Linked DNA regions of Mus musculus: all the other regions are linked to region 4. A link is a contact called in public Hi-C, HiChIP or PLAC-seq, Micro-C and promoter capture Hi-C data. All regions are on one chromosome and are shown on one strand. Each heading gives the region's core, a stretch centred on a gene start, on an enhancer-like site or on the middle of the called end of the contact. The rest is flanking DNA. Distances are from core to core; before and after follow the strand shown. Region 1 holds the start of Sgf29 (SAGA complex associated factor 29). Region 2 holds the start of Sult1a1 (sulfotransferase family 1A, phenol-preferring, member 1). Region 3 overlaps 4930456A14Rik (a long non-coding RNA gene). Region 4 holds the start of Sbk1 (SH3-binding kinase 1). Region 5 holds the start of Mapk3 (mitogen-activated protein kinase 3). Region 6 holds the start of Slx1b (SLX1 structure-specific endonuclease subunit homolog B (S. cerevisiae)). Region 7 holds the start of Ypel3 (yippee like 3).

Region 1 (4,286 bases), core at 1,671-4,170, 380 kb before region 4:
CAGGAACGGGAACACTCGTGAAAGCATGAGAATGTGAGGCTAAAACTAAAGAGCTCAGTTTGGGCCACATTTGAAATGTCTATCAGATACTCAACAGGAGATGCCATGCCAGAGCTGGATTTAAAAATCTGCAGAATTCATGAGACCAAGTCAGGAGGATCACCATAAGTTCAAATTCAGTCTGGATTACAGTGAAATCCTATCTCAAAATGATGATGGTGGTGGTGGTGGTGGCGGTGGCGAGCTGGGGTAAAGGCTCAGTAGTCAAGAGAGCACTGGCTATTCTTGAGGACCCAGATTTGATTCCTAATACCTACATGGTGGCTAACAACCCTCTGTTCCAGCTCCAGGGGGCCCAGTAACTACCTCTTCTGGCCTCCGCATGTGGTGCATAAATATACATCAAGCAGGGCTAGAGAGATGGCACAGCGGTTAAGAGCACTGGCTGCTATTCTATGGGTTTGAGTTAAATTCCCAGCACCCACATGGTGGCTCATAGTCATCTGTAATGGGATCTGATACCCTCTTCTGGTGTGTCTGAAGACAAAGACAATGTACTCATATACATAAAATAAATCTTTTTTTTAAAAAACTACATCAAAGCTGGGGGTGGTGGCACACACCTTTAATCCTAGCACTTGGGAGGCAGAGGCAGGTGGATCTCTAAGTTCGGCTACACAGAGAACCCTGTCTCGTAAAAAAACAAAAAACAAACAAACAAAAAACCAAAAAACTACATCAAGCCAAACACTCATATAAATTAAAAAATATATATTTTTAGAAAACAAAATGTTGCCAGGCATAGTGGCCCATGATATTAATCTTAGCACTAGGGAGGCAGAGGCAAGCAGGTCTCTCTGTGAGTTCCAGGCCAGCGTAGAATGAGTTTAAGGACAGCTAGAGCTAAGGAGACCCAACTCTCCATATATTTGCAAAATACTTTTAAATAATAAAAACATAGAAACAAACCTAAATAAACATAAAACTCAAGCTTGAGTTCAAGGTAGAATTGTGGGGCTGTGACAGCCAACCCCAACCTCATGGTACTGTGTACCTGCTCTATCTACCCCAGTCAATTAGTGACACTTTCCCAGAGCGTTCAGACCTGTGTAATAATTTACACATAACTCCCCTGTGATGGCCAGAGAGATTTATGGTACCAGGCAGTCAACCCTTCAGGGCCTTCTTATCTTTGCCCTGCAGGCAAGATAAGAATAAGATAATTGTGTTCCTGCTTTCTGCGTTTGTAAACTTGCTTATCTGTGGGACTGGGATGAAGAAGTGTTTTATTACTATACAATGGGAAAGAGAAACAACATGGGGAGAAAAACAATGACCTGGCCCAGCTATGGATTCTATAGATAATTAATTGTAAGAGTCACCGTTGCTATCTACCTTTATAACCCTTCCTTCCTTTAACTTTTTTAAAGACTTATTTATTTCGCTGTCACTGTCTTCATGCACACCAGAAGAGGGCATCAGATCCCATTACAGATGGTTGTGAGTCACCATGTGGTTGCTGGGAATTGAACTTAGGACCTCTGGAAGAGCAGTCAGTGCTCTTAACTGCTGAGCCATCTCTCCAGCCCCCTTCCTTCCTTTGGATCCCTCCACACCACATGGCATGCTGTTTGGCTTTAAGGCTGACATCCTTCTGCCTATTACTGCCTACTGCCTAGCAGTAATAAATAAAAGAAATCCATTTCATCTAAATTTGAATTGAGCCTAAGATTTGGTCTTTCCCTGTGGATTCTAACACCACAACATTATACTGATCTACAAGATGTAAATTTGAGGGCCAGTGAGATAGCTCAGCAGATTCAAGTGCTTGTGCCAAGCCTGATACCCCGAGTTCCATCCTAGAAGCCTACATGATGGAAGGAGAGAACTCCTGAAAGCTGTCAATTGACCTCCACAAAAGTGCCATGGAATGAACATGCCTGCCTTCACACACACCAAATATTTTTACAAGATAGAAACGAGAGCACCAAAATAAATTTTATTTTTATTTAAAGTGTGAAATAGACAATGTCCAAGGAGGGAACAGAAAGAAAGGCAAGATGAAGAAGGGTTTATGTATTTTGATGGTACAACCGTTAAAGATGAAGCAATGGAAGCAGGAGTTCTTTAGAGGAGAACCGAGGCAATGAAAGAGGATGCTACCAATCCTGTATCACTGAACTTCGGAATCCAGAAGTCAAGGTGGCTTTGTTAGAGCTGTTTCTGTGAAACAGCATGAGTCAAAGCCTCCCTAGAGAAAGCTGAACATTGACAGGTAGGGGAAGGTGCTGATGAGTAGACGCAGACGTCCTAGGATACATGTGTCAGCCAACACAAGAGTGAGCTGGAGAGTGGATGAAGTTACTGTTGTGAAAATGGACACCTTTAGAGCATGTGCAGTCTGTAATCTCAGCACTCGGGATTGGGGGAGGAGGACTGCGATCTCACGGCCAGGTTGGGCTACCAAAAACTAAGCTTTTGAGAAAGTAGTAAAATGTGCTGATGTCTGGGACTCACATCAGCTGCCGGCATCTAGACTAGCCAGCTCCAGCCGCTTCCCACCTCTTCAGAGAGGTAGGGCGCACGCGCAAGCCCCAGGGCGCCGGCTCCCACAGCCCCGCCCCCTTCCCGTCCAGGGCGCGTGCGCGTCTCCTCAGACGCCGCCTCGGCGAGCCGGGCGCCGGGCAGGAACGCTGGCCTTTCGTTCCCGCGCTGCTTGGAGGTACCTTGCCATGGCCCCGTCCCACCTACCGAGCACAGGAAGAAACAGCACGTCGCGCTGGTAACTGCGATGGCGGGAACAGGCGAATCCCTGGAACGTTTCCTCACAGGGTAGTCTCGCACTTGCGTTCGAAGGTTCGCGGCGCGTCAAGAACCACACACGCTGTTTCTCTTATGAGCGCGGTCGAGCGCGGAGGACTCCTCTGCGCATGCCGGGTACTTCTCTGTGACGTGCTGCATTGCACTCTGGGAAACGTAGTTCTTACTTCGACACCTGTGCTTTGATGTACTTAATCATGATTTAATAGATCAGAGTCAAAGGAACAGAAAAGCATGCGTGAAGCCTCGCTTCGCATGTGAAAGGTGATGGGAGCGGATCCTCTGCACCAGAAGAAAACAACAACAAAACCACATCAGATTGTTGGGGATGAGGAGGGAGGGCCCCAGGACGCAGATGAGAACTCTGTACTTTAAGCTGAAATTTGCCGTGAATTTAAAATGTATCTGAAAATATTTTTAAATTCCAAATAAGCAGTTTTAGGTTTAGTACTTGTATTTTACAGAATCTTCCCAGCAAATAAAAGATTTGGACATGCAAACATTTAGCTACATCTTTGGATACCTACCCTGTGGATGCCTGCCCAGTTAGTGCAGTGGTAGGACACTTGCTTAGCATGGTCCCGGGCTCAGTCCCTAGGGACTGCTCCCACCCTAACTATCCTAATATTTCGTACATAACACCTAAAAAAATCAATATGGTTTGGTGGTTAAGAGCAAGTACTGCTCAATCGTGAAGACCAGAATTAGAATGCCAGCACTTGGGTCAGCTGGCTCAGACTGCCTGTAACTCCAGCTCCAAGGGATCTAATGCCCTCTTTTGGCCTCTGAGGGCACTGCACAGGTGCACATACACATATACATACGCCTGGACATAGAATAAAAATATTTTTGAAAATCTTTTAAAGTTTATAATTACATATTGTTATTCTCTGATAGAATTACAAATGCTATAAGGTCAAGATCATTAGACATTCCCAGTACATAGCACTGTGCCTGGCATACAACAAGCTATCAGATATTTTTCTATTAGGAAACCTTACATTTTAACACTGAAACTATTTTAGCCCCTAGACTAGCAAAGAAATTAATGTATATATATATATATATATATATATATATATATATATATATATATATATATATATGTGTGTGTGTGTGTGTGTGTGTGTGTATACATATATATATATATGTGTGTGTGTGTGTGTGTGTGTGTGTGTGTATGTATATGAATGAGTCTGGGGAGATGCCGAGCAATCAAAAACATGTACTGCTTTTGCAAAGAGCCCGTGTTCAGTTCCCAGTGCCTACAGTAGTGGCTTATAACGATCTGCAATTCCAGCCCCAAGGGTACTGATGTGCTGTCCTCTGGCACCTGCACTCACGTGCACATACCCACACGGAGACACATACTTTTTACAGTTTGAAAAAATAATTTTCTTTCATTGAATCTGTATGTCTAGTCAGTTGTCCTGGTTAATTTTAACAACTTGACAGGGCCTAGAGCC
Region 2 (4,196 bases), core at 1,046-3,545, 400 kb before region 4:
GATTTATCTAGTCTTCTCATCTACAAATATTTACACAGCCACTGACCTCCCAGGAACTATAGCTAGTAAAACTGATTTGTGGCTGGGCAGTGGTGGTGCACGCCTTTAATCCCGGCACTTCGGAGGCAGAGGCAGGTGGATTTCTGAGTTTGAGGCCAGCCTGGTCTACAGAGTGAGCTCCAGGACAGACAGGGCTACACAGAGAAACCCTGTCTCAAACCTCCCCCCAAAAACTGATTTGTGATTACTTCTTGTTTTTAGCCCCCCCACCCCCACCCAAGTATCTTAGTGCCAAGCAATATGCCTCTTCCAAGACAGAACCAGGGTAGAGACAGACCTTTTAAGTATGCACAGGGCCAAAATGGATTCCTCAGGAGTTCTCTCACACAAAATGCCACATGTGGACTTAAGGTTTAAGCTTGTTCTGGGGATAAAGACACGAACTTTAAATTAAAAAAAAATAAAAGTCATACACACATATATTGTTTATGTGCAAGTGTGTACACATATTTATGTGTCATGTAGCAGTCAGTTCTCTCCTTTCATTGTAAGAGTCCTGTGGATTGAACTCAGACCATGAAGCTTGGCAGCAAGTGCCTTTACCATCTGAGCTATCCTGCTGGTCCAAAGCTGGACCCTTTGGTCTTTATTCTTCTTTCTCCCTGCTTCAGTGGCAGCAGGTGTACCAGCAAAGCTTTCCAGTCTGTAACCTGCGAGCAAAATGTTGGGAAAGATACAGTTCTGAGCTGCAACTCAACACTGTCCCTCCAGCGATGCGGCTCTGCTGGTGGCCCTCTGTATAGGTACCAAGTTCTGAGAGGATCCCCTCTCCACTGGTACCAGTTCTCTTCATAGGTGCATGCTAGTAGATCCCATGGCTCTAAGGCCTGGCACTGGATCCGAACGCCCACCCACAAGAAAAAAGATGACATAATATATGAATATATACATTCATACCTGCAATCTTAGCCCTTGACATGCTGGAGCAGAATTGCCACAAGATCAAGTCTACCCTGGATTACATGGTGAATTCCTAGTCAGCCTAGGATCCAGTATGAGACCTTGTCTCTGTCAGTTCCAAAGCCAGCATTCTTTAGGATCTCTCGAAGCAGTTCTCCTCTACTAAAGGAGCCATTCCCTTATTCTGGCAGAAGGAACAGATCTGTGGTACCTATTAGCACACTAAAAGGCATGCTGGCATCTTGGCTCCTCTCGCTCCCCTGGCCCAGAGGCTCCCTTTCTACCAGCTTCTCACTGTCCTATAACCCAGCTATCTCAGCTACGCATCCCCCAACCCCACTCTCCAAGTCCTCGTCTTTGTCTTCATCTCTTGCTATCCCATGCCCAAACCCACTTCTCATGGCCAAGTCCAGTTTTCTGGTCATATTCAGTCCACTTCTTTCTCTCTGGACTCTTCCAGATCACTATGGCTGAACTCTCCCTAGCATCTACAATAAAATCCTCCCCTCAGTCACACCTCGGAGTGGTCCTGTCATCAGTCTACATAGTCTCAAACAAACACAATTTCCTCTAGAGAAATGGGAAGTCTTGTCCTGATGCCCAGCTTTGCACAGCTCTCCTCTGAGATGACAACTCTGTAAGGGTCAGGAGGTGCACAGCTGTGGTACAGGAGCCTCTGCAGCCCCAGTGCAGCTTGATATTGCATCTTCACTCCAACAGCAGACAGAGGTCAAGGGGGCACTCCTCACTCCTGGAGGTGTGTCTCTCCCAGCTGCAGCCTCTTGTCTTTGCAGAGGGTGAAAATCTTTCTAGGGACTGATCTCCACCAGTCACGTGTGGTATTGGATGAGGTAGACTAGAGCCATGAAGGCAGGGGCACCTTCCAGGGCCTTTAGACTCACACTCCCATGAACACCCCTCCAACTCTGTTGCACCTCTAGTTCCTTGACCTTGCTCCTTCCCATCATTCTGGACTTTCCCTGACGTCAGAGGTTCCAGGCATCGCTGTGGTTGCTCTGATCGAAGCCCAAGGTGTCCTCAAGACTGGCTTGGAGCCAGCAGGTGTCCCCATCTGGCTACTTTCTTCCCTATGCCAGAGTGGGTTAATTAGAAAAGTCCCATTGTTCTACCTTAAGTTTAGGTAAGTTAGGAAGGAGTCAGAAGCAGAGCAAAAGAAACCCACTGTCCATGCTGTGGCCTGATTGGTGTTTTGTTTTGTTTTGAACAGGCTAAACCCACAGTCCACAGTATGGTTAACAGAACCCTGCCCTACTCCACCTCCTCCCCTTTTTGTTTCTGGAGAACAGCCAGTCCTAGCACTGTTTCCACTTCCTCCCACTTGGGACACAAAATCTCCAGCTCAAAGACCAATTCTGCATTCCCCACATTGCAAAGCCTACACAAAGATCCCTACCACTGAGCACCGAGGGAGGCATGGCTCAGAACCCCAGGTGAGTGGCAGAGTGGGGTGGCCACCTTGTCCTGCCCAGATACTGGTTCCACTGCTCTTCAAGTGCCAGCTAGTCCTTACACTTTGATTAGTCTGCCTGACTGCTGCCTGGGCCTCTAGCCTCTCTACTTTCTCCATGCATACCCCACCTCAGAAGAGCAACTGTGGTTTGTCTGAGTTCCCCTCCGCTCTGGCTTGTTTTAGAATCCTTTTTATTTTAGTAGAAAGTTTCTCCCTACCTTGCAACAAGCTTAATAGCTAAATTGGTTATATTTGTCTCAGAGCAAAATAGGATATCAGTTCTAGATGGGCTGAGGCATTTCTGAAGATAACAGGAAGTTCAAGGGGAAAAAAATAGAGAGAGGCCATGGCCTGAAGCTGCACTAGGAAGTAGTGAAGACTCGGCTGGTGCCTGCCGTTTTCTCATGTATGAGCTGGAATATCCTAGGAAACAGCACACATTGGACTGATTCTACCTCAGAGTGTTTTAATGCCTGGACTATGTATGCTTGGGCACTAGGGACATGGAACAATGTTCCACAGGTGATCAGACATAGCACAGTGGTGACTTTTGGTGGAGATAGATTTGCCTTTGATCCCAGATCTACCTGCCACTTTGGGGGGCTCTGCCAAAGCCCCAGGATCCCCGTCTTAAATCATTTAACACATGGTACTGTGGACTTGCTAGAGAAGTGGGTTTTACTCTGTTCTCAATGCAGCAACATGGAGCCCTTGCGTAAACCACTGGTGCCTGTGAAGGGAATCCCACTCATCAAATACTTTGCGGAGACAATGGAGCAACTGCAGAACTTCACAGCCTGGCCTGATGATGTGCTCATCAGCACGTACCCAAAGTCTGGTGAGCGAGCAGTGGTCCCCACCACACACACACTTTGGTAAGCAGGTCAAGACTCTGAGCCTCGCTCACCTCTTGCTCCTCCCTTTCCAGGTACTACCTGGATGAGTGAGATCATGGATATGATCTATCAGGGTGGCAAGCTAGATAAGTGTGGCCGGGCCCCCGTCTATGCCCGGATACCCTTCCTTGAGTTCAGCTGCCCAGGGGTCCCCCCAGGTATGTGCATGGGGGTGCTAGAGACAAGTGGAAAAAGGTAGGACCGGGCCCCAGTTTAACAAAGTTCCTTGTTCAACTTAGGTCTTGAAACTCTGAAAGAGACACCAGCCCCACGGATCATTAAGACACATCTGCCCTTGTCCTTACTCCCTCAGAGTCTGCTGGATCAAAAGATCAAGGTAAAACCAACCAACTAACAGAAAACCCCAGTTATGGTAGTGCTTTTCAGCATGTGGGAAGTAGAGGCAGAAGGACTGGGGGCAACTGGCTACACAGCAAGTCCAAGACCATGTCTCACTCAAAAAGACAGAGAAAAAGAAAGAAGGAATGGAAGGGGGGGGTGAGAGGATGCAAGGGGCCTTTTGGGGGTCATCATAGCTTTGGTTTGTTCTTCTGGGAATTGTGGAACTATTCAAGCCCTATTTCATCTCATATGGAGGGTTACTGGCTGTCACTCTGGAAGGGCTCCGATAACAAGGAAAATGGAACTCTTTAGAGATGCAGAGTCTAGGTGTTCACAGGACACACACAGAGCCTGCTGGGACTCTGACTTACCACGTGGATGTGCTGACAACAAAGGAGTCAGATAAAACAGTTCAACAAATAGCCAGGACTTTGGTATCAGGGAAGGTACAATCTTAGGACAATGATGCCCATACGATGAGATCTCAACAACTCAAATGCCAGTCCTGTTTTCTCTTCTGCCATCCC
Region 3 (3,706 bases), core at 869-3,368, 260 kb before region 4:
CTGCCATGTTCTTGCCTTCATGATAATGGACTGAACCTCTGAACCTGTAAGCCAGCCCCAATTAAATGCTGTCCTTATAAGAGTTGCCTTAGTCATGGCCTCTGATCACAGCAGTGAAACCCTAAGTAAGACACCACCTTAAATGACAACAAGCACCCATCATCCATCCCACTTTTTGGGAATGGGGCATTGTCCTCGTTAGACTGCTTTTTGCTGTCTGGGGGATGACAGCATCTTTTGGGAGCCCTAAGAAAATTGGGATATTGGCCAAGTCCTAGGAAAGCTAATTGTATCATTCGTTGATCAGTCTCTGTGTGATGGGAAAGTGCAGGGATTAACAGAAGTCCTGGATGGAACAGTCTGTCAGGCTAGACCATGAACATTTTGAAGTTGTTCTGGATGCAGATTTTTTGGGAAACAGTTACTGAGGCAGCCTGTGAGGCCCGATCACCTAGGCTACTTGTCTTGTCTTCTTTGTTGTCTGGTTCCTTTGCTCTGTAAGCTTTTAAAGGTAATATCCATTTTTTGCATTAACACATGTATGAAATATGCAGTATTGGGGCTGAAGAGATGGCTCAGTGGTTAAGAGCACTGACTGCTCTTCCAGAGGTCCTGAGTTCAATTCCCAGAAACCACATGGTGGCTCAAAACCATCATGCAAAAATCAGTTAAAGATGACTTGCTGGTCAATGTTGGAGCAGAGAAGGCATCTGTCTTTTTTTTTTTTAAGATTTATTTATTTATTTTATATATGTGAGTACACTGTAGCTGTACAGATTGGTTGTGAGCCTTCATGTGGTTGTTGGGAAATGAATTTTTAGGACCTTTGCTTGCTCTGGTCGGTCAACTCTGCTCCCTCAGTCCCTGCTTGCTCTGGCCCAAAGATTTATTTATTATTATACATAAGTGCACTGTAGCTGACCAGAAGAGGGCATCAGATCTCAATATATATGGTTATGAACCACCATGTGGTTTTTTTGTTGTTGTTGTTGTTTTGTTTTGGTTTTTCGAGACAGGGTTTCTCTGTGTAGCCCTGGCTGTCCTGGCACTCACTTTGTAGACCAGGCTGGCCTCGAACTCAGAAATCCGCCTGCCTCTGCCTCCCGAGTGCTGGGTTTAAAGGCGTGCGCCACCATGCCTGGCCCACCATGTGGTTTTAAACTCAGGACCTTCGGAAGAGCAGTCAGTGCTCTTACCCACTGAGCCATCTTGCCAGCCCCTCTGTCTTTCTTTATGAATCTGTTTGGACTGCTGTCATATAAATTTTCATCCATGCCATCTGAAAGATGGCATGATAAGTCCTGAGGAGCCAGTAGTCAACACCATCTATTGGCCATGCAGAGACATTTTCACGTCGCAGGCAGGCTCCGAGATGTTCCCATAGGGAAGGGTCAGAATTCATTTTACCTGTTTTGTTCTTGGTTTCTTTCTTCATTTCTGCAACCAGGATTTTCAGGAGGTCTCCCTGGATCAAATCCAATCTTTATTCATTTCCATGGAAACAAAGACAAAACCTCTCCCCAACACAACACGTTTCCTGCCTTCAATCCGAGGAGATCATATCCATGTGCTGATCTAGTCCAGCAGTTTTTTTCCATAATCCAATGTCTCTCAGCAGCTGTTGTTTTTGCTTATTTACATTTAAAATCTTAAAGTTAATAAAGCAATATGTCATCTACCCCATATTCTCCTTCTGTTTTATGAGTGTCTCCTTTAAAGTGTAGTTAGATCTTTTTACATTCGTTTGACCTGTAAAATTGTGAGATATGCCAGTAATATGTTTCATGCCATAATGTCTAAAATATTATTGTATTCTAGTGAATACACATGTCAAAGTTTCATCAGCTTCAATCTGTAAAGGCATTTCCAAGATACCCATCACCTCTCATAAATGTGTAATCTCAGAGTCAGCCCTTTTAAAACTTGAGGCAGAAACATATTGAATTCTTGACTAAGTATCAATTGTATGATGTATTAACATATGTATCTTAATTTTCCAAACTTTACAAAATAAAACATATAATCAATTATTTGCCATTGCTCTAAGCATCATTAAACAGAATCTGTATTCCTCAGCATAAATAAATCTTATCTAGGAATTTAGCAGGCTGGCATTCTGCAATTTTACCACAAGGTGGAGATGTAGGCTTTAGATTAGATTCCTCTGACACTCCTTTGTTCTGAATCAAGGATTTTTCGGATCTTTTCTTTCTTCTTCTTTTTTATTTTCCCCCCATTAATTTATTCACTTTACATCACAATCACACACACCCCTCCCAGTGCCCCCTTACAAACCTCCTCCCCTGCTTCTCCTCTGAGAATGGGGAGGCCTCCCCTGGGAATCACTCCACCCTAGCACATCAAGTCACTACAGGACTAGGTACATCTTTCACTGAGGTAAGACATGGCAGCCCAGCTTGGGGAAAACAGGATCCACTGGCAGGCAACAGATTCAGGAACAGCCCTGCTCCGGTTGTTGGGAGGGGTCCCTCATGAAGACCAAGCTGCATATCTGCTACAGATGTACATGGAGCCTAGGCCTGGCCTATGTGTTCTCTTTTGTTAGTAGTTCAGTCTCTGGGAGCTCCCAAGGGTTCAGGTTAGTTGACTCTGTTGGTCTTCCTGTGGAGTTCCTGTCCCCTCTGAGTCCCTCAATTTTTCCCCCAACTGTTCCACAAAACAGTTCCATCTAATGTTTGGCTGTAGGTCTTTGCATCTGTTTCGGTCAGCTCTAGCTGGAACCTCTCAGAGGACAGTTATGTTAGGCTCCTGTCTGCAAGCATCACAGAGTATCATTAACAGTGTCAAGGATTAGTTCTTGCCCATGGGATGGGTCTCAAGTTGGGCCAGTCATTGGTTGGCCATTCCCTCAGTATCACTCCATCTTTGCCCCTGCACTTCTTATAGGCAGGCCAAGTTTTAGGTTGAAGGTTTTGGGGGTGGGTTGGTGTTTCTGCTCTATCTTTGTCCCTGCACATCCTGTAAGATACATTTTGGGTCAAAGGCTTTGTGGGTGGGTTGCTTTCCTTATTCCTACACTGGGTATCCTGTCTGGCTACAGGAGGTGGCCACTTCAGGCTCCATATCCCCCACTGCTAGAAGTCTCAGCTAGTCACCCTTATAGACTCCCTGGAGCCTCCCCCATCCCAGGTCTCTGACATGTCCTAGAGATGCCCACACCTCTTGCCAGCTGCTGGTTTTCCGTGTCTTACTCTCCTGGCCTTCCCTCCCCAAAAGAGATGGCCCCCTTCCCCTACCCATTTCTTCTCCAATTCCCTCTCTCCATCATCTCTGATCACTATTTTATTATTTACACCTTCTGAGTGAGATTCAAGCATTCTCCCTTGAGCTTCTTATTTCCTTCTTCTTATTCCTTGGGTTTCTTATTCCCTCCATCTTATTTAGCTTCTTTGGATCTATAGCATGGGTATCCTGTACTTTATGGCTAATATCCATTTATAAGTGAGTATATATCATGCATATTCTTTGGGTCTGGATGCCTCATTCAGGATGTTATTTTCTAGTTCCATCCATGATGTCCTTGTTTTTAATAGCTGAGTAGTATTCCATTGTGTAAATGAACCATAGTTTCTTTATCCATTCTTCTGTTGAGAGGCATTTATGTTATTTCCAGATTCTGGCTATTACAAATAAAGGTGCTATGAACAACAAGGCAAGTGTCCTTGTCATATGGTGGAGCATCTTT
Region 4 (4,016 bases), core at 1,063-3,562:
TGAAAGTCTTCCTGCCAGTCCCCTTCTGGCCTCATAATGGCTCTTTCTGCTCACAGTCATTTGAACTTCTCTCCAGCCTCTGCTTCTACTTTCTTGCCTGTGGAGTATGTGACTAAGCCCCGGGCTCCAACCCACTGCACAAAATAAACTTCCAAGGTGGCTAGGACACACCTTAAATGCTCCTGACAGTCTGGCTTCAATCTGTACCCACCAAGCTGGCTGCAGATATGTAGTTCACTCTCATTCTCTCTGGGAAGTGCCACAGGCTTGATCAAGGTCACCTCATCTTCAGGGCAACTGGCTTTCGCACATCCTCTCCTGGGGGGAGGGGGGGTGGCTGCCTTGACTGTCCTTGAGTCTGCAGGGGGGATCTGCAAGAGTGCTGACCCAGGCTACATCTGTACTCATGGGGCAAAGCCAGCATCAGAGAGGAGTCCAGGCAGTAGTGATGGGAAGGTATCAGCTGCTCAGGTCTGATCTGGGGAATCAGGTGTCACAGGGACAAGGGGTCAAGGGTTGGGCAGCTGGTCCTGACATGGTCTGGACAAACAAAACAGCCCAAGGATCTGAAGCCTGATCATCAGGAAAAGATGAGGGGAAGCCCCAAACTCCAGGGCTGGAGCTTCAGACACGGTAGATGTTGCAATGAATGGATAAATAAACGAACAAAGAAACTTCTATAGGGCTCTGTGTTCTGAATCCTGCCTTCCCCAGCCTGTCTGCTCACCTCCTACCTGACTTTACACCTGTCTGTGGAAGGCTGAAAAAAACCTTCCTGCCCTTTCTCGGGGTACAACGCACCCAAGATCTTCCGGCATTCCCTGGGTCCTGGGGTTTAGGACATTTGTTGAGGCCCTCTTGATTGTAGATGCTTTGGAAAGCTTAAGCAAGAATCCAGACTCACTCCTGCATCGTAGAGGACACAGTGTCCCAGTCCCGGACTTGGCCCTAGGTGTTCCCCGGGTCAGAAAAAGGGAAAACACTCAGGTTTGCTGTCCTTGGGACTTAGAGGGGCAGAAAGGTGCTCTGACCCGAAATGGTTTCTTCATTCAGGGTACCTCCCTCCCCCAAACTAGCTGTTCACTGAGAGGGCTTGTCCTCTCCCTGTTCTGCAGGGAGCACAAAGAGGGACTGGATAAAGAGCCCCACTGAGACCTGAGCTGGGGTCTCAGAGTCAGAAAATAAGAGACTCATCCTCTCAAACACGCCCCTTCCCTGCCCTCTCAGACAAAGGCACACACCCAAAGCCCCAGCTGTCACCCAGAGCTGCAGAATGCAGGCACCTCTCACCTTTGGGCGCCCCAAATTTTCTCTTTCCTGTGGGGAGGGTGGGTGTCACTTAAGAACTCAGCTTGGTCTTTGGGAGATGATAGTTACGTGTCTTTATTCTTCAAAGGACCTAAGGTCTAAGGCTCCAGGCTATTCCGGGGAGACTCTCCACCTTCTAACCCCTCTCCAGGGCGTCGCAACTCCTCTCTCCCGGGGTCCGAAGCTGTGCCCAAATCTCAGGGTTGGGGTGGAAGGTGGGGGAAGGGAGAGGAGGAGGGGGCGGCTCCTCCAAGCGAGACACAAAGAGACGTCCTTCAGCCTCGGCTCCATGGCGACGCTGAGGAGGGGGAGCGCGCACTCTGGACTTCCTTCCCCACCTGCAGGACTCTAGGGACCTCGGTACCACTCACCTGCCGCCCCTCACCTGGGTCCCACTTACCTGGGCTGGGGCCGCGGGGACGCCGCGGCAGGGGGCCTGGGCGCCGTGTCGATCTTCGTCTGCCCGGCCCGAGAGGGGCTCAGGGCACCACTACCACCATGAGCCGGGACGCTGAAGGCGTCGCAAGGGGCTTGGTCGCCCGGGTCCCGAGGCTTTGGGGTGCCCGCGGCTTCTCGTTAGCAAGAGGATCTTGCTGTCCTAGGTTTGGGGTCCCTGTGTGCCGGAGTAGCGGATTAGGGAGGCTAGCGCCCCAAGCCTGGGTCTCTCTGTGTCTTGAGGTGTGCGGTTGTAGCAAGCAGATCTTGGGGGGCCCGGGTTGGATCGGTCGCTGCGTCCCAGCAGCCGCGTGCGAGGATGGAGGTCACCGCTCAGCCGCTGGGGGGTTCGGGCGCCGCCGCTGCGAGCAGCCCGGCCCTGCGGGCTCCTGCCCCGGCCTGGCGCGGGCTGAGGCTGCGGCTCCGGCTGAGGCTCCCGCTCCGCCCGGCACTCGGGCTCCAGCGCCGGTGCCCGCCCGGGCTGCGCTCCATCGCGGCCTCGCGGCTCCGCCTCCCGCCGGCGCGTACCTGCCCGCCCGCCGCTCCGCCCTCCGCCTCGCGCGCCGCCGCACGCGCCTTTGTCCGCCGCGCCGGGTGCGCGCTCCGCGCACGCGCACTCCCGCCGCGCCCTCCCGCCAGGCGCCACGGGCCTGGACCTCCCCACCGCCGCGGGAGCCGCACGATGCCCCGCCCGCTTTCCGGCCACGCGGGGTCCTAAGGCCCGCCGGTCATTGGCATAAGCTTCTTTTTCTAGGTCAGAGCCCAGGAGGGGGCCAGAACGAGGTTAGAGAGGGCTCGGGGGAGTCACAGAGGGTCACCTGGTCCAGCTGCTTGGTCCCCGAGGGGCTAGACTGTCCCAGACTATTCCAGCCTGTGCTTGTGGGGCGGAGCCTGGATCTGTTTCAAAGAAGAAAAATAAATCCGAGCTCTCCTATTCAGAATGCACTCGCTCATTCAACTACCGGTCCATCTGTTCACCCGCCTGTCTGCCCATTCATCCTTCCACCTATCCATTCGATTTCCAGGGGACCTCATAAGACTACTAGGCTACTCAGAGACCTGGGGTCTGTGGGGCCGTGCAGGGTTCAGGCAGAACTTTCGAGCTCTGCTGTAGGGAGACCGCGAAGTAAGTTTAAGGAAAAGCTGGGATTAAAGGTGTATAGCAGAACGGAAGAAGGGGGTGGGGGGTTCCTGGCTGAAGCAGCAGCTGTGCAAAGCCACCCGGGTGTGAAGAGCTTTGTTCATTAACCGGAAATTGTAGCCTGGATGCAGGTGGGGCGATCGAGCAGAGATGGCGACAGAGTGGGAACAACGAACGCATCCTTCCAGAGGCCCAGTCTCCCATGCAGCATACTATTTTATTCATAGAAAAAGCCCCCGACGCACCCAAAATCTCTCCTCCTTTTAATCTCTGATCAGATTGTTTTCTCAAATTAGCATCCTCTTCCAACCACTCCAGCTGCTGGTAGAACTTTTAGAGCTGGTTATTGCAAACTCAGGTAGCCTTAGGTGGAGCTGGGAAGACGGCTTATTAAGTAAAGTGCTTGCCAGGCAAGCATGAGGGACTTGAGTTCCTCCAGTGCCATGACACCTGTAGTTCCAGCCCTGGGAAGGCAGAAACAGGTGGATCCCAGGGACCAGCCTGATCTGATCCGTGAGTTCCAGTGAAAGACCCAGTCTCTGAATAAATAAATAAGTACGGGAGGGGAGAAGGGGAACCAAGCGAGATGCTGCTAAAGACCAGGGTTCAGGCCCCCAGGACTCAGCTATGGCTGGGCAGGTGTAGCAGCCTAGAATCCCAGCATTTAGGAGGCAGACAGGATCCCCAGAGCAAGCTGACTAGCAAGACTAGCCGAATGAGTCAGCTCTAGGTTCAAGTGAGAAACCATGCCTCAATTTGTAAAATAGAGAACAAGAGAATCAACCTCCGTCTGCACATGCACACACATGCATGTGCACCCCACATACATGCAAACACACACATATGCATGCATACCACGCACCCACAAAAAGTTAAATGAGCTGGGGAGGGATTGAAGAATACACCTGATAATGTCAACTTCTGCCCTCTACACACACACACACACACCTAAGTTGAATAAACTACAGACAGGAACTAGAAATGTGGCTCAGTCTTGGCATAGGGAAGACCCTGGACTCAGTCCCCAGAACTGGACGAAGAAACGAAGAAACAAACACCCAAAGCTGATGCGCAGACTTCTGCTTGGCAGCCCACACTACTGCTACTGCTACTTGTAATCCTAGCCCACCTT
Region 5 (4,043 bases), core at 264-2,763, 490 kb before region 4:
ACTGGGGCACAGAGCAGAAAGGGATGTGTTCAAGGCCACTCCACTTGGCTGCGACAGACCAGGATCCAAGGCCTGCCAGTGTGCTCTCATGCTCTGTAGACTCTCTGCTAAAAAGTTACTTTGCTGGGGTTTTTTTTTTTTGGAGGGTAGTACAAAAGATGACCACAGACAACAGAGCCAAGCTCCCTAGCTTTACTCTGGGGCTGTGGCTAAGGTGAAGGATACACATCTCTCATGGCTTCCAGGGTGGGCGCTCTGAGGATGTCTCGGATGCCTATAACATTCTCATGGCGGAATCGCAGCAAGATCTGGATCTCCCTCAGCGTGCGCTGACAGTAGGTTTGATGCTCAAAGGGGCTGATCTTCTTGATGGCCACTCTGGTCTTGCGCACGTGGTCATAAGCTGAGCTGAGAGGGCCAGAGAGATGTGGCCTTACAAAGGGGGAATCCAGGCCTGTTGGCCCCACCCAGGTCTTGGCAGGGACTGGAGAGAGGAGGAGAGGGTTCTGGCCAAATGTAAACAATGCTGGCTCCTTCCTGCTGTGAAGGCCTGGGATCTCCAGGGGAAAGCTGGGTATCAGCCAGGCAGCCTTTCAGTGACTTCACAAACAGAGGAAGAGAGTGGCCACTCACCGACTTCCTTTCTCCTGGACCCTCTTACATTCTAGTTGCCCTCACCCTCCTCCCCTTTCCCAAGCTGGACTCTCTCAATCCCAGACAGGTCCAGGGGATAGGAGTTAAATGGAGAAAGTAGATGAAGCCTAGAGGATTCAGTAATGGGACAGGAGAGAAGAGATAAGGAGGGGCAGGCAGGTCTCCCTGTGCGGTTCCTGGGTCAGAGCTGCTCCCATAGGAACAAAGGCCCAGAGCAGAGCACACAGTGGGGCAGCGAGAACTCACAAACCCGTATACCACAAAATAAGGCACATTCTAGAGACCCTTCCCTACTTTGGGCCCCTAGCCTTGCCAGGGGCAGAGGTGCAAAGGTTTGCCCCACCCTGAGCTTTGCTCTCCTCTCTCAAACTCTCTGTCACAGCCTCATCAGGGGGGAACCAAGGCTCCCACTACCTGCTCGTGGGTCCCTCACTCCCCCTTCATCCTCTTAGCTCCACCTTTATCTCTAGGGTCCCCCAGGTGCCCCTCCCTTAACAATACAAGGTGGCTTCAAAGCCTCCAACCCCCCTCCCTGGAGAAAGTAGCGCCTAGTCCTCCAGAAGTCACTGCACGATACTTCCCCTGCGACACTCCCTGAGCCCCCCATGTCCCGAGCACACACCTGCTGTCCCTGCTCCGAAGCCCCCTCCCGGGACGCCCCCTCACCTGACCATGCCGTACGCGCCCTCGCCGATGTACTGCAGCTGCGTGTAGCGTGGGCCCACATCGAATGGCTGCCCCTTCACCACCTCCACCTCCCCGGGGACCACCGGGACGACCCCAGCAGTTCCCCTGGGCTCCCCGCCCCCGCCCCCCGGAGCCGCCGCCGCCGCCGCCATCTCCACTCCTCCCGCCTCCCCCCGCTGCCCCGCCCGCGGCCCCGCCCCTCCCTACCGCCCTGTCACCGCGGGGCCGCGCGCCAGGCTCCGCCCCCGCCCCCGCGCGTCCCGCCCCCGCGCCTGCCGGGCGAGCCTGCGCGGGCCCGAGACGTCACATGGTCTCCTGGGCGCGCACCCGGCTTTCCCGCCTAGTTACGCTGTTCCTTCCCTGCCTTGGCCACTAGGGTACTTTAGTCTGCCAAGAGAGTTCTGCAGCCCCAGGGGCCAGTGGCCCTCAGTAATGCTAAGGGAACCCACCCGGCTTACAGTTAACCTTTGAAGACCTGCCTCACATCTTTGTTTCATTTAAACAGATAGTGGTAATCCAGGCTAGCCCCAAAGGCTCTCTATGTGGTGGAGGTTGGCCTTGAACACATCCTCCTGCCTTTAGGCCTGAGCCATCATACAGATTCAGGATGCTACTAGGCAAGCATCCTACCACTGAGCCACATCTCCATCCTTTCTTTTCTCTCTCTCTTTCTTTTTTAAGAGGGTCTCTTGACATGGAACTGGCTGTTCCAGAACTCACTATGTAGACTAGGTAACCAGGCTGGCCTCAACATACTAACTCGCCAGTGCTAGGATTAGTTAGAAGCTGTATGTATCACCATGCCCAGCTTCCATAATTTCTTATTCGTTTATTTGCCACATTTATTAATTTTGTGTGTTGGAGCGTAAGTATGTCACAGAGCCTGTGTGGAGGTCAGAGGACATCTGATTCCTTCCACCATGTGGGTCCCAGGTGTCCAATTCAGGCTGTCAGACTTGGTAGGAGTGGGCCACCCTGAGTTGCTGAGGGAGTATATCTTACGTTTTATAATGAGGAAGCAATCTGGAGGGTGGTGGACGGCAGGCAGCACTGTGAAGCTGTGAAGTCGGTCCTGACTCCAGTGTGAAGACACAGGCCTGCAGGGGGGCTCAGGTGTGTGCTGAGGCCCCAGTGTCGTACAAATCCTCTGCCTGATTGCCCAGAGGACGTGCAACCCAGCTCACTTCACGGGAGAAGGAGGGAAAGGGTGGTAGCTGTGGACAAAGGTAACTAAATCAATTTAAATTCACTGTCACCTTTTCTCTGTCTCTGTCTGTCTCTGTCTTTCTGTCCCCCCCTCCCCCCACGCTGGGCTGGTAAGATGGTTGGGTAGGTAAAGATGCTTGCCAAGCAAGCCCAAAGATCTGAGTTGGATCTCTGGGACCTTCACAATGGAAGTAGAGAATTAGCTCCTGCAGGTTTTCCTCCAACCAACACAAGCATGCTATAGCATGAATGTGGACAGACACATATTCACACACAAAATAAATAAAATAGAATTTAAAAATTACGTGCATGTCTGCCTACAGGTATGTGCACATGAGTGCAGGTGCCCACCAAGGCCGGAGGAATCAGACCTTCTGCAACTAGAGTTCTAAGAGGTTGTGAGCCACCTGATATAGGTGCCAGGAATCAAACTTGGGTCCTCTGGAAGAGCGGTATGTGTTCTTCAAGGTTAACACATCTCTCCAGCACTAAGGATGTCATTTTTAAGTTTGGATTTGACAATCTGGAAAGATGGCTCAGGGATAAGAGCACTTACTGCTTCAGCAGAGACTCTAGGTTCAGTTCCCAGCATCCACGTGGCAGCTCACAAGCATGTAGCTCCAGGGCATTCAGCATCTTCTTCTGACCTTCGAGGGCTCCTGCATACACATGCTGCACTCAGGTACCTCTACACATTATTTACTTAATAAAATAATTAGATTTGACAAAAACAACCAGAACCCTGTGATCACTTGGAAGACCAAGGTAGGATGACTGTCAGTTTGAGGATAGCCTGGGCTGTACAGTGAGCTCCTGTCTCTAAAGGCTTGTTTATGTATTTTATGTATATGACTGCTCTGTCATCGGAAGAGGGCATTGGATGCCATCATAGATGACTGTAAGTCAGAATGTAGTTGCTGGGAACTGAACTCAGGGTCTCTGGAAGAACAGCCTCTTAGTCACTGAGCCATCTATCCGGCCCCAGGATCCTGTCTCTAAGTGCATAAATAAAATAAAAATCACTCCTTTGCTTCTAGGTTCCGTCTGGTCCCTGCAGATGGATGGCTAGGGATCATATCATGTTCATTATTGTACCTCCAGTGCCTGGCAGACCAATGTTAAGCATGTTTAAAATGTGTTCTGTTATTTAATGTTTGTGTGTCTGTGTTGTAAGTGCGTATGTGTGAAGGTGCTGTGATTACAGACCTGTAACATCATACTCACTTAAGTCTGAAATTCAAACCGACAGGGGTTTTTTGTTGTTTTTTTGTTTTGTTTTGTTTTGTTTTGTTTTGTTTTGTTTTGTTTTGTTTTTTTTGAGACAGGGTTTCTCTGTATAGCCCTGGTTGTCCTGGAACTCACTCTGTAGACCAGGCTGGCCTCGAACTCAGAAATCTGCCTGTCTCTGCCTCTGGAGTGCTGGGATTAAAGGTGTGCGCCACCACCGCCTGGCTTTTTTTTTTTTTTTTAAGATTTATTTTTTTTTCCTATGTAAG
Region 6 (3,821 bases), core at 522-3,021, 420 kb before region 4:
GCCAGCTTGTGTCTCACCCCGACAGGGCATGTGATCCTGGGCAAGCCCCTTCTGCCTATAAACTGGAGGAGGGCCATCACTGGGGAGTGAAGGGGTGCTCTTTTGGGGTCCTTGTGAGGAGACTGAATCACTAGTTCTCCAGAGGAACTGAAAATGTTCAGGAAATGATGCCAGGGACAGGGAAGACATGAACACTGACTACTATGATCCCAGCTTGACCAACCTCTGTGATGAAATCAAGAGAAGATGGAGACAGGAAACTGGGTGGCTGAGACAAGCCTTGACAATATGGGAAGGACTGGGCATTGTGCTGGACGTCTGTAGCCATAGCTGCATGGAAGACTAAGGCCAAAGGATCCCCTAAGCTCATGAATTTACAAGCAGCCTGGGAAACATATGGGGACCTGTCTGAAAGACAAAACCAAAGCAAAGATCCACAGTGGAGAGGAACTAGCTGTGGGAGAGCTGAACTGAACATCAGCGTGCATTGTGTCCATCCCTCCTCCTGAGTGTGTACGCCTGTGAAGAGACTGACAGAAATTCTGTATCTTGTCTCTGCTACTTCCAGGAACCTGGAGTGAGGGAACCTGGGAGAATGCTCAGGGTTTCTGAGGGCTGACAGAGCAGGAACACCCTGCTTTTTGAGGTCTGACCTTGGTGACAGTACAGACCACAGGGTTTGACAGTAAAGCCTTGGCAGACTTAAGAACCGAATCTTCATTGTTTAAGTTGGGACCTAGAGGGCTCAGGAAAGAAATCCATCCAAATTTGCTGAAACAATGGCTGGAGGAGAGTCAGGGAAAAGCCACATCCGTGACTTGGCCTCAGGGTCTTCAAACAGCACACTGAGACCAGCTGGGCCAGGTTTAAATTTTAATGACTGTTCAGGCCTAGGCCCCTCATTCACGCCGCTGTCGGGTCCACTGCTCTGGGGTCAGAGTTTTCTGCTCAAAGGCATGGATGTGCGGGAGCTCTTCGGCTAAGCACTCGTTCACCAGCCTGGAGCGAGAGAAGGGAATGGGAAATGAGCGGCCTCAGCTGGAGTGATGGGCTCCGAAGCTAGGGTGACCAAGGAGATCGGAGACGTCTCCAAGAAGTGGGGATTCAAGGAGAGGACAGGAATCCAATCACAAAGGCAGGAGCACCCTCGGGGCTATGGGTCACATCTCCGGGCTTTGGGAATGAGTTGGTCCCACCCATGGCGAGCGGATGCCCGGGCTGCCATCCGGAGCCTGAGGCTTGGCTGGGTGAGAGGCTGGCTCCCGGGGCTCACCGGTGTCTCTGGAGCAGTGGCTTTCCCTCGAACTTAGCCGACACCACCAGGACTCGGAAGCTGGTCGCGCAACGGTTCAGAGTCGTGTCCTCCACCTCCTAGCGGGCAGAAGACCCGGACGATGGAACACGCGCCCAGGAGTCCTTCCCCACCGCCCGCGACCTCTCAGCATCGCACTCACCACATGCTCTGCCTCCAGGTCCTGCCGCAGCTTCTCGCGGAGGTAATCGGCGCTGAGTTCCATAACCACAGCCCGGCGGGGCTACAGCCCAGCGTGCAAAGAACCTCGCCTCGGGTCCCGCCACCTCGCTTTCCGCCCTCACTGCAGCCACTTCCTCCACGCCGCTCACTTCCGCCCTTCCTAGGGCGGCTTCGAAGGCAGCACTTCCGCCTCCTGGCTCCCTTGAATTCCCAGCACTTGGGAGGTTTCCTCCCAACAGTTAGCCAATCCGAGCCGGACTGGAGGGCAGCCAGTCCTGCGGTTCCGCTTGCACACCCTCCTCCTGCCAGCAGGCGGCGCAGCAAGTCGCTCTGCCGGCTTTCCAGGAGTTTGCAGGACCATTCTCCCGTGCTTTTTCCTAAACCAAGGTTTTGCAGTCCTGGCTACCCAGCCCTTTCCGAGGTCCGAGGTCCCAGAAACCACCCCCAACTCTGGCCCTTCAACCCAGAAAGTCCGGATGGACCATGCAGCAAGACCCGGGCGCTTCTTCGGTGTCTACTTGCTCTACTGCCAGAACCCTCGGCATCGGGGCCGCGTTTACGTTGGATTCACTGTCAATCCTGCTCGTCGGGTCCGGCAACACAACGCGGGTCGCAAGAAAGGTGGAGCATGGCGGACCAGCGGGCGAGGACCCTGGTAAGAAGGCGCGGGTGTCTGGTCGGAAGGCTCCGCGTAGGAGGCGGGCCGCTAGGGCAAAGGAGTGACAGAGGCGGGACCGGTTTTTTTTTTTTTTTTTTTTTTAGATCTGGGGCGGTGCTGAGTCCCTGGCCTGCCACCAGAGCAAGCGTAGCAGCGAGGTGGCACCTTATGTATATCAACACTCTGCGATGGCTGGATTAAAATTTGTGATGCTTAATTGGATTACGAGTGCACAAGTTTAGGGCTGCTTTGTAACTCCACTACCAGGGTATCAGACGCCCTCTTCTAATCTCTGCACATACGTACCAAACATTCATGCACATAAATGGATTTAAGAAAAAAAAAAATCAGATACAAAAGCTATGCTATGCAATTAACCTAGGTCCTTATCTTAGGGTTACTATTTTTTAAAATAAAGATTTAAAGATCTATTTATTCATTTTATGTATATGAGTACAGTGTAGCTGCCTTTAGACACGCCAGAAGAGGGAATTGTATGCATCGCAGATGGTTGTGGGCCAGCACGTGGTGGCTGGGAGTTGAACTCATGACCTCTGGAAGAGCAGTCAGTGCTCTCAACCTCTGAGCCATCTCTGCAGCCCCCTAGGGTTACTATTGTTACTATTGTTACTATTGTTGTGATGAGTCACCAGGACCGAAAGCGTACTGGGGAGGAACGCGTTTATTTGGCTTACACTTCCATGTGAATGTGCTTTCATCTCCTCAGATGAAGGGGTGAGAGGAGAGCCGTACCCAAGCTGTGTGAATATATGGCTTGGGCTGAGCCAGAGCGTTTCTTTCTCTGTTCTAACTATCCCTAGGCCTACCCCTGGAAGCTTCTAACCTCTGTACAATCTATTCTTCCAAGATGGCTGATTCAATCCGGCTTCTCTCAGCTTTTGACTGAATTGCTCTGCTTGGCCTCATACTAGCCTTGACAATCTGTTCTAATCTTCTGGCTCCTTCTCATTCTCTGGCTCCTTTTGTCTTCACCGGTGTCTAGCTTGTTCTCTCTACAACCTGTCTCTGTAAAACTTCCCTGACCAAACTTCCATACACATACAGCCCTCCCTTCTCTCTGCTTTTTTTTTTTTTAAGAATTATTTTTTTATTTAATGTATATGAGTACACTGTTGTATCTTCAGACACACCAGAAGAGGGCATCAGATCCCATTACAGATGGTTGTGAGCCACCATGTGGTTTCTGGGATTTGAACTCAGGACCTCTGGAAGAGCAGTCGGGTGCTCTTACCCACTGAGCCATCTCACCAGCCCCCTCTCTCTGCTCTTAAGTAGCTTCTCTTTCCTGTGTTGTTTTCATGTAGGTTGGACATCTGCCCTTTAATTAGATGTCATTTTCAAACATGGCTGCGTCTACAAACTCACCTTACCTTCACTGTAGGGATGAAAGGGCGTGTCTGCGTTCCAGCAAATCATACTGTAGTCCAGGCCGTGTTGGCATTCCAGCCCCATCATATAGACCTGGGCCTTTGGATGTGATTCCTTACCAGAGCAGCCATGTTGCTGGATTAAAATTCCTCTATGTTTCCACTTCACGTTCATCGTTGGAGGAAGTCAGGACAGGAACTCAAACAAGAGCTGATGCAGAGGCGGTGGGACCCAAGGCCACCAACTCAGGGGCTGCACCACTCACAATGGCTGAGCCCTCCCACATCAGTTGTTAATCAG
Region 7 (3,926 bases), core at 464-2,963, 500 kb before region 4:
CATGTGTTCACATGCATGGCAGATAAGCAATTGATAAATGGTGATTCTACATGATGCTAATCATCTAGGACAGGGGTGCAAATCCTTCGAGGGAAGAGAACACCCTCAAAGCCCTGCAATGGACAAACGCCAGTCACTGGGGAAAGAAAGCCAGTTTGTGCTGGGCCACTGGTACTCTGAAAGGCAAAGGCAGATACTTTTAAGGAAGAAGGGATGAGGTTAGGTCAAAGGCCAGCCTAGGGTCAGAGATCTCAAACTCACATATTTCCAGCCCAAAGTGGTCTTGCAGTTCTCACAGTGGATGTCAGCGACAGCATGAAGACCTGTCAGCAGCACCCGCTCTTCTGCTGGCCCGCAGCCCACATTCACTCTGTGGGGACAAAGGGTAGTCCCAGGGAGGGTCTCAGCAGCCCAGAGCCACCCTCTAGCTAGTATGTTAAGTGTCTGGTCTTAGCCTCTAAGAGGAGCCTGATCATGGCTTCCTGTCAGAAACAAGGGACTCTGGGAATATCAGCATACCAGGGAGTCACAGGTCACAACAGAGGTCAGGAAAAGAAAGGAAGGAGATGAATACTCACACAGAGTTGAAGAGGTAGGCACGTCCCTGACTGCCCTGGAAGGACTGGAGGGTAGTGGGGAGACGAGAGGAGGGGGTTAGGGCTATTGGTGGGGAGTTGCCAGGCAGCCCATTGCCATTCTAGACTAAAATGTGACCTGCTTACCTTGGAGATGAGGTCGTCGTGGTTGGCCAGGTGAGCACGGCAGTGGGCACAGCTATACCTCCGGTGACAGTCATCCAAGTAGGCCTGAAACGTCTTGGGCTTTGAAATCCGCACCATGGCGGGGGCCAAGGGCAGTGGCCCCACGCGGGGAGCGGCCCACGGGGAGCAGAGGGAGCCCAGTGCCTGCCAGGAAGGAGAGGTGGACGATCAGGACTAAGGCCACACACATGTAGACAAGCCCAGAACTATGGGGACTCTGTCACACTTGGCTGCTCTCTCCTTTCCCTAGAGCCAGCAGTCTCACCAGGGACCAGAGTCATCTCAGTTTTGACTCACTGAGGAGGCCTCAGGTTGCATCAGCGGGTAAACTGAGGCTAGGAGGAGCTCTAGGTGAGTCACCCACCAGCTTCTGGCCTCACCCCTGCTGAGCTGGCATCTGAACTGGCATCTGAAACGTGAAGAAGGGGCTTCAGAGTGGATGGGCTGCCAGTTTTCAGTTTTGAGGAATGGGGGGGGGGGGCAGAAACTGACTGGTCCTTGGGACCCTAGTTGGACTAGTGATAGGGCAAATGTGGGGTATATGGAGTTCGCTTGGGGAAAGGGTCTCTCACCTGGAGGAGGCAGGCCTCCCCAAAGGAAGAGGGTCCCCTAGAGAGAGGAGGGGTTTTTACCTGCAGGCGCTGAGCCTCATCTCCGCCGAGGGGAATCTTACCTGCATCGCCAAGCCTTACCTGAGACCCCGGGGCTCACCTGGGGCGAGGGGATGGGGGCGTGCGCGGGGGAAGGGGCAGTCCTCGCTTGCGGGGCGGGGGCGCGGGGCAACGCGCAGAGACGTCGGTCCAGGCCTCACCTCGCCTGGGCGCGTGGAGGGCCCGGTCCGCGGGGTGGCCTGGCCTGGGAGTGGGGGGCGCTCCTGATGGGCGCCGTCCCCCCCGGCCCGGTTCACAGCCGCCTCGACTTGTTTACACCGAGACCAGCTGCTGCCGCGGCTGCGGCGGGAGGGGGAGGGGGCCGGCCTCCTGTCCCGGCGGCCTTCGTGGCCAATCGGAGCGCCTCATGCAAATGAGGGGGCGCGTCATACGGCGGCCAGCGCAGGCTGGGCTGCCCTTCCCCCTGCTCCGGGCTCCCGCTAGCCGTCTCGCCCGGAAATGCGGCTACGACTTGCAGCCTAACCCAGAGGCTAACCCGGGCGTGATTGCACCTCTGCTGCTCTGCTATCTCGGGTGCTCAGAGACAAGGATCCTAACCCGGCATGGGGCTAATAAGAGCGTGTTATCTGTATGCAAACCCCTGGGAAATAGTCGTAATTGTCTTCGTTTATCCACAGACCACTGTCTCCATTTGACCAGTTTCCTGAGGCTTGGAGAAGAGATCCTCTCCAGAGATTATCCAGATGGTAAGAGTCAAAGTTGGAATTCACACTTTTCCCAAGCACGTGGAACAGATTGTTAGAAGGGAACTAAAGGTGTCCTTCTATTAGACTCCCAGGAACCAACGCTTTAAAAATCTCTACTGCTGAGCATCATCTGCTCCAGGCATTCTCTGGTATGCCTGACCTCGAGGTTTCTGTAGGTCTGACCCCAGTGAAAATGTCTGTTTAATCGTGTGTCTGGTATACTTAGACTTGTGTTCACTGCAGAGTCCCAGGAACCAGGCAGGCTTGAAAAGTGCTGCACTGGGAATATTTATTAAATGAACTCCAATGTTGGAGATCAGAAAGTGGACAGCAGGTACTGTGGGAGAGCCTGCGAGCTAATCCATGCCTGCCTGCTGCAGTACAGCTCAGCACATAAGGTGCCCAACATCAGTAACATGAGGAAATTCCGTCCCTTGCATATGCCTGGGTCTCTTAATGGTTTCAGGACAACCACTCATCTCTGAATCTCTAGAGTCTAGGTCCAGGACGCTTGGGCTAGCATGCTTTAGAGTGGAGGCCAAGCTGGCACAGGGTGTGGTGCCACTCTGCTGGGTCTGGAATGTAGTGGAACAAGTGGGCCAGCCTACTGACACCCCCAGGCTTTTATTTGCAGGGGTGTCAGTGGGCAGAGTCTCACTTTGTAGCCCTGGCATTATAACTCACAGAAATCCACCTGCCTCTGCCTTCCAAGTACTGAGGTTAAAGCCTAGGCCTAGCTCACCACAGGCTTTCTTGATCTCTCCTAAGATGCTATGTGCACTTGCTTGCAGTAAACTCTGAGCTGCATTCATGGTATGCAAGCCTTCTACCACCAACTTCCATCCCCAGCCGCTAATGCCATCTTTTTAGCCTCCCGAATCGACCCTCCAACCCCTTGTTCCATGAACTATGTTACTGACAAGAAAATATTTATTTTTTAAGAGAAAGACAGGACAGGGCCTCAGGCTGAGGAGGCTGGGTCTCTTCTTCCTGCTTGTCCAGGTAGTGTCTCAGGGCTGTGGGGTAATCGGTCATGACGCCATTGGCTCCCAAGCTGAAGGCCACTTCAAAATCCGATTCTTCATTAAGGCACCAAAATAGCACCTGAACAGAGGAAGAAAACAAGTTAGTTTCCAAACACCAACCCCAAGCTTCCTTTCGCGTCCAGGAGGTGGCAGCCCCTCCTTCTGCACAGACCTCCCAGAACCGGGTGTCCTGGAGCTGATGGTTATCTTTTTTAGAAATTTCCAAATTGGTTATTAAACACAGCTCCTGTCAAAACTTAGGTATAGGATCTTGGAGCCAAGTGTGGCCATGCATGTTTGTAACTCTGCACTTGGGAGGCCATCTGGGCTACACAGAGTAGCAGCCCGCTGGGGTTAGCTAGTAAGCCTCTGCCTCAAAAACAAATACATAAACCATGTAATTACATGAACTTGCAGTTGAACAGTCTCAGAACTCAGGATGCAGAGGTAGGTGGATCTCTGCAAGTTTTAGGCCAGGTCTATATAGTAAGTTTTAGGCCAGCCAGAGTTGACAGTGAAACATTGTCTCAAAACAAACAAGGAATTCAATAAAAACAAAAGTAAAGCTCTTAGTGTGGTGGTACAATGTTTGTTTTTATAGCACCGAGATAGAAGGGAAAGGAATGCAAAGATACCTTGTGTTACACAGGGAGTTCAAGGGCCAGCCTGGGCTGTATGAGACCTGTGACAAACAATCCAAGAGCTGGGGCTGTTGCTCAATGGTTTAACCCTGGCCTCTTATGTGCAAAGCCCTGGGTTTGATTCCCAGTACTACAAAACAAA

What was found. Promoter capture Hi-C pulls out the DNA fragments that hold promoters and counts their contacts. A called contact is a pair of places that touch in the nucleus more often than the background predicts. HiChIP or PLAC-seq counts read pairs in DNA pulled down with a chosen protein or histone mark. Capture Hi-C pulls out chosen DNA fragments and counts their contacts.
Region 1: a contact with region 4 is called in a promoter capture Hi-C map of pancreatic islet. The contact joins the promoter of Sgf29 here to the promoter of Sbk1 in region 4. A contact is called at or near these places in 2 of 39 promoter capture datasets (cranial neural crest and second pharyngeal arch cranial neural crest), 4 of 484 Hi-C or Micro-C datasets (embryonic stem cells, pro-B cells and uterus), 5 of 115 datasets of contacts at active chromatin or transcription factors (T-cell acute lymphoblastic leukemia, embryonic stem cells, forebrain and 1 more) and 2 of 9 other capture datasets (liver and pancreatic islet).
Region 2: a Hi-C map of liver shows a contact between it and region 4, with 1.7 times the contacts expected there. The contact joins the promoter of Sult1a1 here to the promoter of Sbk1 in region 4. A contact is called at or near these places in 1 of 39 promoter capture datasets (liver), 3 of 484 Hi-C or Micro-C datasets (the C10 cell line and liver), 1 of 115 datasets of contacts at active chromatin or transcription factors (embryonic limb bud) and 2 of 9 other capture datasets (embryonic stem cells and liver).
Region 3: an H3K4me3 HiChIP or PLAC-seq map of embryonic forebrain shows a contact between it and region 4, with 3 times the contacts expected there. The contact joins the enhancer-like site here to the promoter of Sbk1 in region 4. A contact is called at or near these places in 14 of 39 promoter capture datasets (the C10 cell line, the HPC-7 cell line, cranial neural crest and 7 more), 3 of 15 datasets of contacts at CTCF or cohesin (embryonic stem cells and large pre-B cells), 49 of 484 Hi-C or Micro-C datasets (B cells, the G1E-ER4 cell line, the HPC-7 cell line and 18 more), 20 of 115 datasets of contacts at active chromatin or transcription factors (astrocytes, craniofacial prominence, differentiating embryonic stem cells and 12 more) and 3 of 9 other capture datasets (embryonic stem cells, liver and pancreatic islet).
Region 5: a Micro-C map of embryonic stem cells shows a contact between it and region 4, with 5 times the contacts expected there. The contact joins the promoter of Mapk3 here to the promoter of Sbk1 in region 4. A contact is called at or near these places in 5 of 484 Hi-C or Micro-C datasets (CD4 T cells and embryonic stem cells) and 2 of 115 datasets of contacts at active chromatin or transcription factors (embryonic hindbrain and pancreatic cancer cells).
Region 6: a promoter capture Hi-C map of pancreatic islet shows a contact between it and region 4. The contact joins the promoter of Slx1b here to the promoter of Sbk1 in region 4. A contact is called at or near these places in 3 of 39 promoter capture datasets (cranial neural crest, pre-B cells and stem cell-derived epiblast-like cells), 1 of 15 datasets of contacts at CTCF or cohesin (embryonic stem cells), 5 of 484 Hi-C or Micro-C datasets (B cells, embryonic stem cells, liver and 1 more), 6 of 115 datasets of contacts at active chromatin or transcription factors (T-cell acute lymphoblastic leukemia, embryonic forebrain, embryonic limb bud and 2 more) and 2 of 9 other capture datasets (liver and pancreatic islet).
Region 7: a promoter capture Hi-C map of cranial neural crest shows a contact between it and region 4. The contact joins the promoter of Ypel3 here to the promoter of Sbk1 in region 4. A contact is called at or near these places in 3 of 39 promoter capture datasets (the C10 cell line, cranial neural crest and pre-B cells), 2 of 484 Hi-C or Micro-C datasets (both in embryonic stem cells) and 3 of 115 datasets of contacts at active chromatin or transcription factors (double positive thymocytes, embryonic hindbrain and pancreatic cancer cells).

Annotation. Positions count from the first base shown.
Region 1 is chr7:126,647,943-126,652,228 of GRCm38.p6, reverse strand. It overlaps Sgf29 (SAGA complex associated factor 29), which reads right to left and starts at 2,920. Exons shown (of 10, transcript NM_029339.3): 1 at 2,752-2,920.
Region 2 is chr7:126,674,517-126,678,712 of GRCm38.p6, reverse strand. It overlaps Sult1a1 (sulfotransferase family 1A, phenol-preferring, member 1), which reads left to right and starts at 2,295. Exons shown (of 8, transcript NM_133670.2): 1 at 2,295-2,411; 2 at 3,130-3,269; 3 at 3,360-3,485; 4 at 3,567-3,664. The coding sequence starts at 2,395.
Region 3 is chr7:126,526,908-126,530,613 of GRCm38.p6, reverse strand. All of the region lies in intron 1 of 4930456A14Rik (a long non-coding RNA gene), which reads right to left. Among named protein-coding and RNA genes, the nearest start is that of Atxn2l, 25 kb to the right of the region's middle. Within about 2 kb of position 2,118, at least 27 of the 459 cell types and tissues checked have an H3K27ac peak or open chromatin away from gene starts, as enhancers often do. A contact at or near this core is called in cortical neurons, embryonic forebrain, nephron progenitors and 1 more, where this site is marked.
Region 4 is chr7:126,270,792-126,274,807 of GRCm38.p6, reverse strand. It overlaps Sbk1 (SH3-binding kinase 1), which reads right to left and starts at 2,312. Exons shown (of 4, transcript NM_145587.3): 1 at 1,709-2,312.
Region 5 is chr7:126,757,096-126,761,138 of GRCm38.p6, reverse strand. Mapk3 (mitogen-activated protein kinase 3) reads right to left here and starts at 1,513. Exons shown (of 9, transcript NM_011952.2): 1 at 1,321-1,513; 2 at 226-408. The coding sequence starts at 1,493.
Region 6 is chr7:126,693,733-126,697,553 of GRCm38.p6, reverse strand. Slx1b (SLX1 structure-specific endonuclease subunit homolog B (S. cerevisiae)) reads left to right here and starts at 1,771. Exons shown (of 6, transcript NM_029420.4): 1 at 1,771-2,129. The coding sequence starts at 1,951. It overlaps Bola2 (bolA-like 2 (E. coli)), which reads right to left and starts at 1,554. Exons shown (of 3, transcript NM_175103.3): 1 at 1,455-1,554; 2 at 1,274-1,371; 3 at 861-999. The coding sequence starts at 1,517. The coding sequence ends at 900.
Region 7 is chr7:126,774,750-126,778,675 of GRCm38.p6, reverse strand. It overlaps Ypel3 (yippee like 3), which reads right to left and starts at 1,713. Exons shown (of 5, transcript NM_025347.3): 1 at 1,573-1,713; 2 at 723-905; 3 at 579-622; 4 at 262-370. The coding sequence starts at 839. Gdpd3 (glycerophosphodiester phosphodiesterase domain containing 3) reads right to left here. Exons shown (of 10, transcript NM_024228.2): 10 at 3,031-3,222. The coding sequence ends at 3,049.